2 separate regions of the Ovis aries genome follow, and region 2 is linked to region 1. A link is a contact called in public Hi-C data. All regions are on one chromosome and are shown on one strand. Each heading gives the region's core, a stretch centred on a gene start, on an enhancer-like site or on the middle of the called end of the contact. The rest is flanking DNA. Distances are from core to core; before and after follow the strand shown.

Evidence for each region. Hi-C and Micro-C count contacts between places; a contact is called where the count stands out from the background.
Region 2: a Hi-C map of hypothalamus shows a contact between it and region 1, with 2.9 times the contacts expected there. The contact joins two enhancer-like sites. A contact is called at or near these places in 9 of 16 Hi-C or Micro-C datasets (blood, hypothalamus, liver and 4 more).

Annotation. Positions count from the first base shown.
Region 1 is chr13:63,724,786-63,729,855 of ARS-UI_Ramb_v3.0, forward strand. No RefSeq gene overlaps it. Among named protein-coding and RNA genes, the nearest start is that of AHCY, 29 kb to the left of the region's middle. Within about 2 kb of position 1,861, at least 25 of the 54 cell types and tissues checked have an H3K27ac peak or open chromatin away from gene starts, as enhancers often do. A contact at or near this core is called in hypothalamus, where this site is marked.
Region 2 is chr13:64,082,167-64,087,255 of ARS-UI_Ramb_v3.0, forward strand. It overlaps NCOA6 (nuclear receptor coactivator 6), which reads right to left. Exons shown (of 14, transcript XM_060397729.1): 6 at 3,012-3,140; 7 at 1,445-2,302. Among named protein-coding and RNA genes, the nearest start is that of TP53INP2, 45 kb to the left of the region's middle. Within about 2 kb of position 2,230, at least 4 of the 54 cell types and tissues checked have an H3K27ac peak or open chromatin away from gene starts, as enhancers often do. A contact at or near this core is called in hypothalamus, where this site is marked.

The DNA of each region.
Region 1 (5,070 bases), core at 611-3,110:
GTTGGCGAAATGATGTTAAGAGCAAAAGACTGGGAAAAAAAAAAAAAGACTGGAAATACTCTAAACATCCTTCAGTAGGATACTTGTGAAATAAAGAATGGTACAGTCCAGTCCATGTGGTGGAGTACTTTGGCAACACTTTTTACAAAAGATGTTTCCCTATATAATATGGAACGACCGATTGTCAAGATGAAATGTTAAGTGAAGAAAAGCAGACCAGTGTGTCTAGTGTGTTATTGTGTAAATGGGAAAAAAAAAGGACACACAAATAGGTTTTTGCCTTTATATGAATGTAGAGAGAGATAGAAAGCTATCTGGTTGGTTACACAAACAACTGCTGCCAGTGGTTGGTGGGGTGAGGGGGCTTGTCCCCACCCATTCTGCTGAAAGCCGCAGTGGACAGGTAACTGTCAGATCCCCTTCTCCCAGGTCAGGCACCGTCCTTGGGTTCTGAGGAGGTCGAGGGGTACCAGAAAGAGTAGGTAAAGACGGGGCTGGCCCTGTGGCCTCTTTGCCCGAACTTTGAACCTGTCCTTTGGGTGTTTGCTTTGCAGACAATTAGGTCCCCAGTTTGGAGGGTGGAGAGGGGCGGAAATGGAAGGAAGCCTGCCCATTGGCCAAAGGGTCCTCTAGCCTGCCTTGCTCAGACTCTGGACTAATTGGGAAGCTGTGAGATGGGGGCAGGGGGTTGGATTCTGAATGCTGAGGACCCCCACTGATGAGGATGAGATAGAATAAGACCTCACCACTGCTTGGCCCCTGTGGTGTTTCCCCTGCTCCCCAGCTCCTTCCATGCCCCCAACTCCAGGCCCTCTCAGGTTTGTAAATGTTCCTGGGGTCTGGATGTCACTGCTGGGCAGCAGAGTACAGAAATGGGGGGATTTCTTAGAGAGATTGAAACAGCCCCTCTGCCACCCTGCTCCTCAGTCCTTCTCATCCCAGACTGTTCTGGATGGTGAGGGAGCCAATGAGAGTCCCGGGAACCAGCTGTGCCCAGCCACCAACTCACTTCTCCCCTTGGAAGAGCCCTCCAGATTCAAAGAATACAAGAGAATGTTCCTCACTAGCAGAGTGCCCCGAGTCTCAATCTTCCCATCTATAAAATTGGGATGAGAAGAAGGTACGACTATACATAATGAACTTGAAATTGTCTGATTGTGTGTCTGATTGTCTCACCACCTGCAGAAGCGACACGAACATGTATGGCTTTGCCCACTGCTATATTCCCAAAGCCCCGCTCCAGGCCTGTCGCACAGAAGGCACCCAGTATTTGTGAAAAGAATTAATGCTCCCAGATGTCTGCCTAGGGGCCCACCTTGTGGTGTCTCTTCAGCCCATAGACCTGGCTGTCCTTGGGGTGGGGGACAGGAGCTCCCCGAATCCGGGTCTTTCATGTCCCTGATAGAGGGTGAAGCCTTCACCAAGGGGGCGGGGTGTCCTCTTGGGTCAATTCCCACTCCAGCCTGGCTTCTACAATGCTTTTATTCTAACATTCGTTGGGAGCATAGTCCGGGGATCCCAGGAATTCAACAGTTTGGGATGCTGCCACTCCTTTTTCTTTCTCAGACTGATCCTTTCCCTCGAGGAGAGATAGACATTGCCTAAGGCCTCCCATAAAGGAATACTGACTCCAACTGAATGCAGGATGCTTCTGAGAGCAGCCAGGCTCAGTCTGGTCTAAGGTCAGGGAGGAAGTCCTGAAGGGAGATCTGAGGCAGGCAGAGGGCGGCAAAGCGGGAGGAGGCGGCCCCCAGCCTGCTGTCCTCCCCTGTGCTCATTTGGCTGGGAGTCTTGACAGCATCCCCACTCTGCGGTCCGCTTCTCTCCGGCCGGAGCCAACCTTTACCCCATAGTGCCAGGAGAGGGCACCCTGCTTCTAGCTTTGGCTTAGCCTGCCGCAGTCCTGTGATCTCACGTACACCTTCCAGTCACCCTGGGAGACAGGCAAAATGGACTTTATGCCCTTAGTTCCTCTCACAAAAGGAACTAAGACTCACAGTTTGATGGACATGGTTAGTGAGCAGCCTTTTGATTTGTTTTGAGTGCCTTCAACTAACCATGGAAGCATCTGCTCTGGATGTTGATAGTGACACCCTGCATAATGATATTAGTCAACATTTCCTATGCTCCACCCTATACATAGGTGCTGCAGTGATACCCATTTTTTTAACTGAGGCTTATGGTGGTTGATCTCCCCAGAGTTAGGAAGACCAATGATGTCTGATCAAGAACCTCTGCTGATAAGCCGTGAGCTGCTCTGCTATCCCAGCGTGCTCACTCCTATACCCCACCACCCTTTGAGAGTGCTAGGACAAGAGAAGGAACAAGGGAAGACCCTGACCCCCTGGAAGTGCCATCTTAGTGAACACGTGTGTGTTTATGCATGAACACAGTACAAACCCTCACACACGTCCATTCTCACCTGAATTCCTTCCCCACTATCACGTACAAATACACATACGCACATTCACTCATACACATTCACACTCTCACATACTCACTCACATGTCCGGACACTTGCCTACACTCTGTTGGGTGTTAAACAAGGATGAGCCCTTGACCTGTGGGTTGAGGCAGTGATCTGTGAGCTGTTTATGAAGTTCCTCCCTTCCTCTTCCCTTGCATTCATTCCATAGTCTCAAGGGCAGGCTACTGGGAAACACAGATGACTCAGACCTGGCCTCTGCCTTCAAGGAACTTCCTTCCTGTTGGGCAGTAAGACTCACCAGCCACTTCCACACACATCATCCACGCCAAGGCAGGTCTGAGCAGAGCATCCAGAGTGGACTGAGAAGATAACTCATTAGCCTTGGGGCGGGGGGGATAGCAGATTACATCATGAACTGTTTCAAACCCTCATTGCAGATAACCTTGTTTGACCGCCTCAACAGCCCTATGAGATAAAAATCATTGTCAGCTGTATGGGGTTTTTTTGGCCATACCACACAGCTTGCGGCGATTCCAGTGCCCCAATCAGGGACTGAACCTACACCCTCAGCATTGAAAAGGCGAAGTCCTAACCACTGTACAGGAAGAACTTCCAGTGTCCCCTTAGGGACTGCACAGTTTTGCTTTGGGCCCACAGCTTTGTAAAATGTGTTGTGTGTGTGTGTTTAGTTGCTAAGCCATGTCCAGCTCTTTTGCAACCCCATGCACTGTGGCCAGCTATGCTCCTTTGTCCATGAAATTTCCTAGGCAAGAAATACTGGAGTGGGTTGCCATTTCCTACTCCAGGGGATCTTTCCAATCCAGGGGTCAAATCTGCTTGGGAGGCGGATTCTTTACCACTGAGCCACAAGGGAAGTCCAAAATGTATTATATGTACTTCCCAATTTCCCACAAACAATGGAAAGCTCAGGAGGCTGTAAACTCCTCCAAGGCAGCCACCCAATATTGGGCATCTGTGCATCCCAGAGTCCAGCTCCAGATCTGGCCTAGGGCAGCTACCTGGTTAAAGTTTGTGGACTGGAATGGATGATACAAAAATGTGATCAGAGATTAGAATGTGGTAGTCTTCAGGATGTTTGCCTCCTAAACTGTTGTTTTCTAATGTTTTGAATTAGTTACTTACTGACTTTTTTTTTTTTTTTTCAATTGAGGGAATTCACATGGCATCCCTGGTGGCTCAGACAATAAAGAATCTACCTGTAATTCGGAAGAGATGGGTTCGATCCCTGGGTCGGGAAGATCCCCTGGAGAAGGGAAAGGCTACCCACTCCAGTATTCTTGCTGGAGAATTCCATAGACAGAGGAGCCTGGCAGACTACAGTCCATGGGGTTGCAAAGAGCTGGACGCAACTGAGCGACTAACACACCTGTCAGTCTATGTTTCTACCTTCTCTTTTAAAAATGATCAGATCTGGGACTTCCCTAGTTATCCAATGGCTAAGACTCTGAGCTCCCAAAGCAGGCAGCCTGGGTTTGAACCCTGGGCAGGGAACTAGATCTTACACGGTGAAGTGAAGAGATTGAGTGCCACAACTGAGGATTCTTTGTGCTGTACCCAGCACAGGTAAATAGATATTTTTAAAATAAGTAAATATATAAAAATTATCAGATCTGGCAACTGAGACTACGTCATTATACATTAGCAGTTCTAGAGGAGCTATATGTTTGTTGTTCTCTTTAGATGGCGTATAAGCCCTCCAGGCCAATATATATATCTCCACCCCTGGCCCACTTCAATTGTCCTGCCAGTCTGATCTCTGACTTGAAGTTTTCTCAATGGTCCAGGATCATCCTAATGAACATGGGACGTCATTCTTATCTGCAGAGCATCCACTGAGTGGTTTGTCCCTATGCCAGGTGTCCCCACATTACACAACTTGCTGAATTCATGTATTAGTTACAGTTTACCTATCTTCTGGCTGCCAACCTGGATCCTAAAAATTCAAGCATTAATAATAATCCCTTAAACTCAAGCTTCTGGGATGGGTCCTCACAATCTCCCTGTCAGGTCAGTAGAGCTGAGATCCTACACATATTACAGAAGAGGAAACTCAAGGGATTGCACTTGCCTAAACCATCACAGAGACTGCAGTGGATGAGAGCAAGCCTGGAACTGAAGGGCTCACATCCAGATAAAGAGACTGATGAGCCAGTGGTCTTGTGATGTGAGGATCAGATGATGAGGGCTGTACTCTGATATCCTTGATCTTGGGGGTGGAAGACGAGCATCCGGAAGGAGGACAAAGAGCTTAGCATCTCATCCATGGTGGTCTGAGGCTAATTGTGGGTAATTTTCTGCCCTGGCATCTAGCTGTCTATTGCTGTGTAACAAACCAACCATGTTCAGTGGCATAAAATAACAACAATCATTTTTCACATTATTTTTTAGATTAGGGATTTGATTTGGCTCAGCTAGGTAGTTCATTTTCTCTCTCTTTTTTTCGGTGGGGGAAGTAGAAATATATATATATGTATATATTATTGGAGGATAATTGCTTTACTGGGCAGTTCTTTTTCAGGGTCTCTTCTGTGGTTGCAAGAGACCATGGTTTGGTTGGTGTCACTTGAAGTCCTCTTCATTCTCATGATTGCCAGTTGATGCAGACTGTCAATTGGGATCTG
Region 2 (5,089 bases), core at 980-3,479, 360 kb after region 1:
TATCATTACACCTTCCTCTCAAAAGGGTTTGCTGAAATTCTGACAGCTATGGTACCAAAAACTGTGCTCTAATGGAATCTTACTAAAGTAATACTTTCTTTTATAGGAAGGTTTAATTTCAGAAAACAAATCTGTAATAAGAATCTCAGAACCCATTCACTGTTTATAACATAGGCCTGGATGTGGCCAGATCACCTAGGTGAGCACATCATTTGCTCTATGAAAGCATCAAGACCTAAGCTCACTTGAATTAGTCCATTTATTTAAGGGCCAAATTTTCAATGTCCTGAAAAACGCTTTGTAGACAAATATGCATTTGTCCTTTCTTTAGCAGTGACAAGTCCCCATTTGCATGCTTCCATTGTAATTATATCAGTAATCACATTTGCAGGAGGGACTACCCAGCCCCCACTGATCCAAGGCTAGATGCCCAGAACAGTGAAGTTTGGAGCCAAAACATTCTTGCATTTTCTCAAAACTTCTTAGGATTCAAATATTACAGCCTGCATGTCAGTAAAAGTAATTACAAGAGAGTGAAAAGACTGATGAGCGATTTAATTTTACCAGAAATCATGGGAACATGCCTTTGCTATGTTGCACTAAAGATGCAAGGGTTTTTTTTTCTGGATAGGCAATGGGTGTCTTTTGGTGGGGGGGTATGTTTATCAGGTGACAGTATTACACTCTCTATACCTTACTGAAAAGCTCCAAGCACATTCATGTGCACTAGATCAATGATTAATAAGAATAAATAATAAACATGGAGATGGATAAGTTTTACTGTAATCGTTTTACCTCTCACACATTAAGCTCCATTGCTTTTTCTTCATACAAGAGGCACCTTACAAAATAAATAAATAAATCTCCTTTAGGTATAACTGGTGGAATTCCCTCTCTAAGGAGCAGGCATTGGCATTATAAAACTGTAAAAGTCAATGATTTCTGAACTTACTCCCCTTTAATACTTTAAGCAAATTTAACAAATACCATGCTAATAATATTTTTGCTAACTAGGATTACCAAAATTGAAAACCACAAGGGCCATTTCCCCAACAAAACCCTACACTTATCTTTTCATTTTTGCTCTATTGCATAACCTTATTTTCAACAGCGGAACAGCTTAAGTTGTTAATAAAACCATGATTCTTCCAGACGCCTTAATTTACTAGTACAAGATCAGGCAAAAATATTTGAAAAACAAAATGAACATATATCTATATTGAATTTTACCTGCGTTTTTATCCAGAGGACTAGCTTAAACATAACCAGTAAGACGCTGCATAATGTATCAAGTTAACTAAGTCATATCAAGTGTCATCACTATATTCACAAAACCAAATAGTTACATCCTCGTTTCACTCCCTCCATTAACTCTAAAAATTGAAGTGCTACTAAGATCTAGCTCCAGTCAATTCACAACACAAACAGCTCCAGTGCTCCTCACCTCCTAGGCCTGGATGTAAGCTCTGTGGCCCCTGATTTGGTGGCTGCTGCTGTATCCCCATGAAGTTAGGTGGCACGTTTCCCTGTTGAACCATAGGATTCCGACCCGGAGAGCTGACGGGCTGCTGAAATCCCTGGGGAAGTGGGTTATTTTGAGGTGGCCTTGGTCCCATCTGCTGCTGAGTTTGGTTAACCGTTGGGGAGGAAGCAGGGGATCCCTGCTGGAAGGAGGAGGGTGAGGAGGCAGGAGACTTGTTGGTGAGGTGGGGCTGCTGCAGGGGGGTCGGGACCCTGGAGGGCCCTCCCTGCAAACTCTTCATCTGAGGAGCTGTGAACTGGCCTGGGTTGCTCATCTGAGGAAAGTTTGTATGGGCTTGTGAAGCTTGCTGGCTGCCAAAGGGATATGGAGGGGGAGGGTGGGAAGGTGTCTGTACCGTGGCTAAGGATGGTCTTGCCTGGAGTTGCTGTTGCATTGGGCCAGGCAAGGGAGCCTTCTTCCACCCTTGATTTGCAGTCATTGTGCCCAGAGAACTCTGGGCTGGAGGAGGCTGAAGGGCTCCGGAAGGCAGCTGGTTCCAGCCTGGAGGAACAGGCACCTGAGTTGGGGCAGTAAACTGGGGTCGAATGCCCTGTGGCTGTTGCTGCTGATGTTGCTGTGGGGGTCTTGCCTGCAGCTGTTGCTGCTGTTGCTGCTGCTGCTGTTGTTGCTGCTGCTGCTGTTGCAGCTGGGGAAAACTGGCTGGGTTTATTTGTCTGTTCACAGGGACGGGCTGCATTGGGTGGTGCGGGGGCGCTAAAGATCCTGAGGGATGACTTTGTTGTGGTATATGGAGCCCAGAGAGGAGTGGATCCACTGCATCTGTTTAAAGATAGTCAACAAAGCAATAATTAACTTACTGCAACCTAGATTCTAGAGCAATCCTAGAGTCTTGGCAATTCTGCAAAACAGAGAAAAATCTTCTGGTATCATTTAATGTTTGTGAGCATTTACTATAATGCAAAACAACTATCGAGATGAGAGAAAGACTGAATCTTGTCTATAAAGAGCGTATGATTCTAAAGTGGATATAAGAGCCAGGCAAACTATGCAGAGCAGTATTCTCCAAAGCATATTCTGAGGGACTATATTCATTAGTATTAGAAAACAAAACAAAAAATAAAGTCAATCAGGTTTGGGAGACACTGGACCTAACACAGCCTTAGACAGGTTTCTTCACTATAGGACTTCCAGTGCTTCCAACATGTTACTTTTGGAACTCTGGGAGGGAGGATCTAGTAGGACACATTAACCAAATTTACTTCACTACAGAATTCTCGGTTTGGAGGAGCAGAGAATACATTTTTAGGAATGTTGGGGTATAATTGATAAGAATAGTGAGAAACTCTGAGAAGAAATTTTGAAAAGGAAATAATGACTTCCAGCTTGAAGAAACTAAGGTAGATTTTATATAGAGAACAGCATTTCAGCTGAGCAGTTAGAAATCTGGCATCAGAGAGAGAGCTGAATTCTATGATGCTCTGTGCAGGGAGTGCAGCCTCTTCAATTCTCAAAGGTTGGAGGTCAATACCTGACTGAGAAGCAGGGCGAGGAGTCCTGGGCTGCAGTTCTGAATTGGGGCCTGGTGCCATCATGGAAGATGACACGTTTCCACCCTGGGGTATCATAACAGTGGCAGGGCTGGTCATCCTTATTAACCCTAGAGAAAAAAAAAAAATCTCTAGAATAGAGTACTGGAATTGACACAATGCTTGTTTTTAATGAAATATTTCAAAGATGTAAAAAGGTATAAAAAATTTTTATACCATCGTCTACCTTATTTAAATGTAAACCCTGCCCTACTCTGCCTGCTTCATATATATATGAAATATATATAAGAAGCCTCCTACTCCTTCCCAATCTCATTCCATTCCCTCCTTATCTTATATTGGGTTAACAGTTTCAAGTTTTTATCTTTTCTACATATATAAACTGTAATACATTTTTTGAATGCTTTTAATCTTTGTATAAGTGACACCATTCGATATGTATTGTTTAATTTCCCTTTTCACTTAATACTATTTTTTTGAGATTCACCCATCCTGACTATAATAGTGCCCCATTTTATGGAGTTAATACAGCCATTTGCCTGCTGATGAACACTAAGTTTTCATCCTTAGAATTTTGCAATGGCATATATTTGTCCTGTATTCCATAGACATGTAAGAGTCTCTTTAGATTACATACTTAAAATCAGTAGGTTTTAAAGTATGAGCATCTTCCATTTTACTAGATATTGGTAAACTGCACTCAAAAGTGGTTATACCTATTTATACTTTCACTAGCAATTTGAGAACTCCTCTTGATTCACATCTTGCTAACTTCTGATACTATTAGATTTTCTAGGATTTATTAATAGCATCTACCTTTATAAGTGAAAACAACTTATAATTATCCTCTGCTCTCGTCCTAATTTTAGCATCACATTGAAAACAATTTCGAAGTGAGCTGGAAAGCATCTTTTCTCTTTTTCTATGCTCTGAAAGAATAAGTGTATCTGTTCTTTGAATATTTAGTAACATTCACCTGTAAAATCATCTGAGCCTGTGGTTATACTAGTTGATCCACAGGGAGACAGATTATTTTGTTTCTTAAGTAGTTGTAGATTTTTCATTTGCTATGTCTTACTAAGTCAGTTTCAGTTAAATTATACTTTCAAGAAACCTGTTAATTTGCCAAAGCTTTCAAATTTGTTAGCATAAAGTTATTCATGGAATTTTTTTTCCCATTCTTTCTAAAAACTGAGATATAATTCACATGCCATAATAAAATACACCCTTTAAAGAGTACACTTTTTTTCATTCTTTACACTGCTCATGCCTCTCTCTCTTACTTGTCTTACTAGGATCAATAATTTCAGTTGTCTTTTCAGAGAAACATCTTCTGGTTTTGCTGCTCTGTTCCATTAGGTTTTTTAATTCATGAAAGTGAAAGTGAAGTCGCTCAGTTGTGTCCGACTCTTTGCAACCCCGTGGACTGCAGCCTACCAGGCTCCTCCGTCCATGGGATTCTCCAGGCAAGAGTACTGAAGTGGGTTGCCATTTTTCCTGCTCTTACCTTTATTATTTCCTTGCTCCTAAATTATTACTTTGCTGTTCTTTTTCTCATTCTTATGTCAGACACTTAAGTCTTTTAATTTTCAGACAGCTCTAGTATAAGGTCTGCTCTAAATATCTGAGAGTCAAATTTTCTAGTCTACATCTCACAAGTACTATTTTCATTGCCATGTTATGTGCTTGGTTGTGTCTGACCCTTTGTGACTCCATGGACTGTAGCCTGCCAGGCTCCTCTGTCCATGAAAATTTCCAGGCAAGAATACTGGAGTGGGTTGCCATTTCTTCCTCCAGGGGATCTTCCTGACACAGGGATCGAACCTGCCATCTCCTGCATGGCAGGCAGATTCTAAACCTGCTGAGCCACTGGGGAACTATTCTCATTATTTCCTTCTAAATATTTTCTAATGTCCATCTTGAATGCTTTTTTTAAAAAAAATCACTGGGTATTTAGAATACATTTTAAAACTTCTAAAAATATGGGGTATTTTAGTTTTTTGTTATTTTTGGCCACTGACTTAACTGCACTATGGTCAGAGAAAATGATCTATGTGAT